Linked DNA regions of Bos taurus: region 1 is linked to region 2. A link is a contact called in public Hi-C data. All regions are on one chromosome and are shown on one strand. The core of a region is the stretch at or near the end of the contact, and the rest is flanking DNA. Distances in the headings are between cores, read along the strand shown.

Region 1 (2,700 bases), core at 130-2,629, 260 kb after region 2:
CACCTTAACAAGGAAAATGAGAAACAGTTTGTAGAGAATACGATAGGAATTCATCCAAAGATGAGTTTATATTATATATATATATATATATATACATATATATAAAGTGGGAGTGCAGTCACGACTTCATAGCCAACCAGGTAGAACTGGGGCTTTCTCCAGTGAAAAACCACACAGTATGACCTTTGAGAGAGAAATCAGAAATTGGGATAATTTATTGGAGACTGACCCTTAAGACTATAAAGGAGTCGAGCGATTCTAAGGCAATACAGAAATAGAGCTTGCTGGCTACAGTAACAAGAGAATTTAGTCATAAATGGGGCTGATGACCTGCGAGATTAAGGATTCACTTCTGTATTGAAAGTTTTGAGTGGGTGAAAGGTAGGAGCCACGATCAGGCAGAGGCAGGGGGTAGAGTAGGGAAAAGGCGACATTCAAAGGCATATTTTGGGCATGATCTCACGCTAGTCAATTGTTTCCCTTTTGGCAGCTAAACGGCTAGGATTCTCCCGTCCATTTCAGAGCTACTGAGAATAGTCTTAGGCTGTGGAAGGAGAAATCTGATTCCAAAGCGGAGGCTGTATTTTCTCAATCTACTTACATTCTTTCCTCACTAACTAGCCAATGCTGCCGCCTTATGCAAAGCCGGCACCACGGAAAGGATCTGCTTTAGAGGCAGTGACGACGCCAATCGGCCTGGGGCGCGCAGTGTTGCGTCTAGATGCACGGCGAGGGAGGTCCCAAACAGCTCTCAAAACCTTTTCACCCAGGCCCGGGAAAGCACCTCGTCAACCGTAGACAATAAATCGCTCGTACAATGCTAAGCTCTGAGGCCCTGGTTGACACCAGGAGAGGCGGGAGCGTGGTTTAGCGCTGCCACCCTTCCGCTTTTCTGCAGAGGCGGGGGATGGGGGCAGCTGGACCGGGCGGGGCTGCGCTAGTCCAGCGACCTGGGGAGGGGCCGCGGTGAAGGGGCCAGGGGCGGGTTTCCCTCCTAGGTCTCGGAAAAGCTCCAAAAATGGCGGGCGGCAACTCAGCTAGCGGGGCGCGCAGGCGCCACTGCCGCCATCCTTCCGCCCGCCTCGGGCGGCCCACGAACCTCCACAGCCCCCTCACGGAGAGGTATCCGCCGCTTGCGATTGGCTGAGCTGGGCCAGCGCTCCGTGCGGGGGCCGGGCCGCCACGCAGAGGCCACGTTTCCCGCCCCGCTGGTGCGCGTGCGCGCAATCCCCACAGGAAAGCGTTCGCGCGCGTCCCCGCCGCGGCCCCCAGCTCGCGCCTCAGCTCCCTCCCCTTTCCGGGCAGGCCCGTCCCGTCAGCGAGGCAGTAAGCACCGCGGCCAGCAGAGGGCGGTCCGGACCCAAGTCTGCAGCGGCGCCATTGGCGTGTGGAAAATGCCACCAGATGGCGGGTTAGGATTGCAGCTCCGTTGAAGGCGCGGCCCCCGCTCCCGAACCCCCGGCGACCACCCCGTAACAACCCCCCCACATCGGGAATAACACACCGGAGACTTTTGGGGGGAAACTAGGTCGACGGCCGGCGGTGCCCGGATGGGCAGCTGAGGTGAGCGCGGGCGGCGGCGACGGCGGCGGGGGGCGGGAAAGAGGGGGAATGCGGCGGCAGCGGCGCGGGGGCTGGAAGCGCCGATCCAAGATGGAGGCCGGGCGAGAGCGAGAGAGCGCGAGCGGAGAGCGGGCGGGCCGGGCGCGGGCCCCGCGCGGGGGAGGGAGGCCGCGCAGGCCTGTGCGGGGCGCGGCGGTCTCCGGCCGTCCGGGCGCCAGTGGGGACGGCTGTGGGCGCGGCGGGTACCCCGGAACCCTAGTCGCTCCGCACCCCTCCCGCGGGCCCCGAAAATTGTGCCCCCGCCCGCTCGGGCACTACGGCGACGGGCGCGGAAGCCTTTGTGGCGCGCTCGGGCCCGCCGCCAAGCCCGCCCTCCGCCCCCCCGCCCGGACTCTCGGGACTCGCCCGCGCCCGGCGGGGCCGGGCCGAGGCGGCTGGTGCGAATGCCATCCGCCGCCCTGCGTTTCTGCGGTGTTTTAGCGGCGGCGGCGTCGTCACATGACAACGAGCTCGCCTCGGCTGAGGGGCCTGGGGGTCGCTCGGCGAGGCGACCGGCCCAGGCCTCTTCTCAGTGGGGAGGAGCGGGGGGCTGGCGCCTGGGGCAGAGGGGACGTCAAAGCCGGGCCTTTCCCGCTATCTGCCCTCCCCGCCCCCGACGGAGGCCTCCTTGTGAAACGTGTGCAGGCCGGAGCACTGCCCCGCTAGTTTTCCAGCCCCCCGGGAGACGAGGCCAATAAAAGTTGTTTTCCCTCCTTTCTCGGGGTGGGGGCGGGGTGAAGAGCTAGGAAACGGGAGTGCTTGGAGTTGAACCTGGGCCTCAATTGGAGAGTCCAAACTGGGTGCTTCTTGTGTGCTATGGGGACTAAGAAATTTTCAGGTTTTAGGATAGTCACGTCACCTCTTCTACCTACATTTAAAATGTTAACCGATTCTCTTCATATTGCAGAGAATCGTGCCCCGGGAGTGTAAAGCAGGGGATGGTTTTGGGCACTTATAGATTCAAACCAATGCTGTTTGTATGCGACGATAGCGAATTATTTGCTGTTCGTCGATGTTAAGATGATGTGTATAGTTTATTTTCGTGATTGTGACTAGAGAGGAGTTTTTTTTTCTTTCATCTCTTCGCGAACGTAGTGT
Region 2 (2,700 bases), core at 73-2,572:
CCCTCCAGACTCCTCTGTCCATGGACTTCTCAAGGTGAGAATACTGGAATAGGTAGCCATTCCTTTCTCCAGGGGTCTTCCCAACCCAGAGAGTGTACCCGGGTCTCCCACATTACAGGCAGATTCTTTACCACCTGAGCTACCAGAGAAGCCCAACCTAGGCTTAACCTGAGGGCTGTTTCATTTCGACCTGTTTCTAAGTGCAAGATTCCAAAGTCTTCAGTGAAACGGGCATTACCTGGGAAAGCCCTCCAGTGTGGGTAATGTAGGTGGGATGGCATCAGGGGGCCCAGCTCTGGGGTGTGATCTCCTAAGGCTAGAAACCTGTAGTAACATCAGTAGACAGTTTGGCAGAAGACTTGCTGGCATCTCCAGGAAATTTGGAGATACGTGGCCACCTTGTAGATGGGTGATTTGAAAGCACAGGAGCAAATGTAGAAGTTACTTCGGTTTACACAGGCACTTATTTTTTCAACAGTCAGGTTTTTTAAGGTTGCTTTTTAAAATTTCCCCAGTGGGCTCCAATGCAGGGACTGGGGACACAAACCTCCTCCCATAGGAGAGTTTGTCCTTTGGCTCTGGGGGCTTTCTGCAGGTGCCTGGCAAGGCGTCTCAGTTTTTCCTCCAGGGTCCTTTATGGGGTTTTACTGCGGCTCCTGCGCTGGTGGCCCCTCGCTGAAGGAGGCGGAAGGGGCTGTGTCTTCCCTCCTGCTCCCACCTGCGTGTGCTCCCACCTCCAGGGAAGATAGATTTTTCCGGGCTTTTTTGTTTGATCCTTGAGGACCTGACAGCCAGCAAGAGAAAATTGTAATTTGGGTTCACCTCTTGTGTGCCGGTTCCAAATGTCACAGTCTGGGTGCCAAAATAATTAACACGACTCCCCTGTCATGGACACAAACCCCACCACCACCCAAATAAGTCACTTAAACCCTGAGATAGGCTATAGAATACAGGAGAAAATATCAAAAACTGTTTTTTAAAGATGTATGGAAGGGCAGCACAGAGGAAAGACTGGTAGACAGAGGCCTGAGGCAGAGGCCAGGGTCCAGCCAGGAGGGAGAGCCACAGGAGCACTGAGCAGAGCCCTTCATGGAGTGCGAGGGGCAGACTGAGCATGAGTGAGGATATGGTGTCTGCTAAATTATAAATCCCCTGACGATGGTGGAGGTTTGCCAGGGACCAAGCCCATGGAAATTCTGCAGTTCTCATTCTAGGAAATTTGCCCGAGTTTTCCTTTTCTCTCTCCAGGAAGCCCAGGGCACTTCCAGGCAAATGGGAACAAAAGAAGGAATTTCCAGCACTAAACACTAGGTGGCGCCAGACACCCGTGGACGTGATGAGGTCCCCACTCCAGGCGGGCTCCGAAGCTGGTCCCTAAAGGGACCGGGTCAGGCCAGATTCCAAGGAAACTGAGAACTCTGAGCGCCCACAGGAAGTTAGCCAAAGGAAAAAACCAGGGCACACAGAAAAATTAGAAAAATTAAGAGATGGGGAAGGGTAGCACAGAAGCTAGACAGTCTATAAAAGGAAATTTTAAAAGAGTTTTGCCAGGGAATCCCTGGAAAAACAGGAGATGGGCAAGTGCAGAGGCAGGAAGGGGAGGCTGTTGCAGGCATTCGGCAGGTCATGGCCTGGGCCAGGGAAGGGTGGTACAGAAGAACGCCTTCTGACTAATGTAGCTACATTTACCAGTTTGCATTTACAGGTATGCTCCTTAGATACAGTGAGTCAACAAGCCCAACAGGATTCAATAACAAGACTCAGTAGAAATACATTTTATTCATCTTCTTTGAGAATTCATTGTATTAACATTTGCTCTTTTCGTGTACAGTTACGGACCCGTGACTTTGCAAATGCGTTGTGCCTATTGATATCAGCCAGTATTCTCCTTTTGATGCTCACATTGTCCCAACTTTGGCCGAGGCAAATTTACCTCTTTTAGATTGATTCTTTGCATAATTTTGAATGACCCAATTATTTAAAGCTTTTTGCTTCTGGCCCAACAAGGTATAAGTGTCCTGGCATTATTATCTTGCTCATTTCTACCCCAGACCAGGTATGGAATCAGACATTGCTCCAAGAAACCCTGGCTCCTTTTGAGAGAAAAATAGCAAAAAAAAAAAAAAAAAAAAAGGCAAAATATGGGGTACATTCCAACTAGGCCACTTCGGTAGCAAAAAGCCCAAAAGGAAATCTACTTCTAATGTCATGTTTTATAAAGGCATGACTTCATATGGATAGACTCAATTCAGTTTCACTGCTCCTACTCAAATAACTGAGTGTACCATTGACCTTCCCTTTCACTAATCCTGAAATCTAGCTTCCTATCCAAACAAACATAATTATTTACTTGCTGTGACAACTTAAGAGAATAGCTCAAAAAAAAAAAAAAATACACTATCAGTACAAACAGTAGAAATACTGAGTGAAGTTCCTGTTTTAGGCTGCACACTCTTAAGGACTTGTTGCCAAAGCATTTGCTCTAGAGTCACACTTAATCTGAGCTTCCCCAGTGGCTCAGCAGTAAAGATTCCACCCACAATGTGGGAAATGTGGGTTGTAATTCCTGGGTCAGAAAGATTCCCCTGGAGGAGGGCATGGCAACCCACTCCAGTATTCTTGCCTGGAGAATCCCATGGACAGAGGAGCCTGGAGGGCTACAGTCCATAGTGTCCTGCGCTTCAGGACACGACTGACGTG

What was found. A called contact is a pair of places that touch in the nucleus more often than the background predicts.
Region 1: a Hi-C map of liver shows a contact between it and region 2, with 11 times the contacts expected there. The contact joins the promoter of STAG1 here to the enhancer-like site in region 2. A contact is called at or near these places in 4 of 11 Hi-C or Micro-C datasets (liver, skin fibroblasts and an unstated tissue).

What each region holds. Positions count from the first base shown.
Region 1 is chr1:132,418,063-132,420,762 of ARS-UCD2.0, forward strand. STAG1 (stromal antigen 1) reads left to right here and starts at 1,380. Exons shown (of 35, transcript XM_059889103.1): 1 at 1,380-1,563.
Region 2 is chr1:132,162,954-132,165,653 of ARS-UCD2.0, forward strand. No RefSeq gene overlaps it. Among named protein-coding and RNA genes, the nearest start is that of IL20RB, 43 kb to the right of the region's middle. Within about 2 kb of position 1,323, at least 10 of the 102 cell types and tissues checked have an H3K27ac peak or open chromatin away from gene starts, as enhancers often do.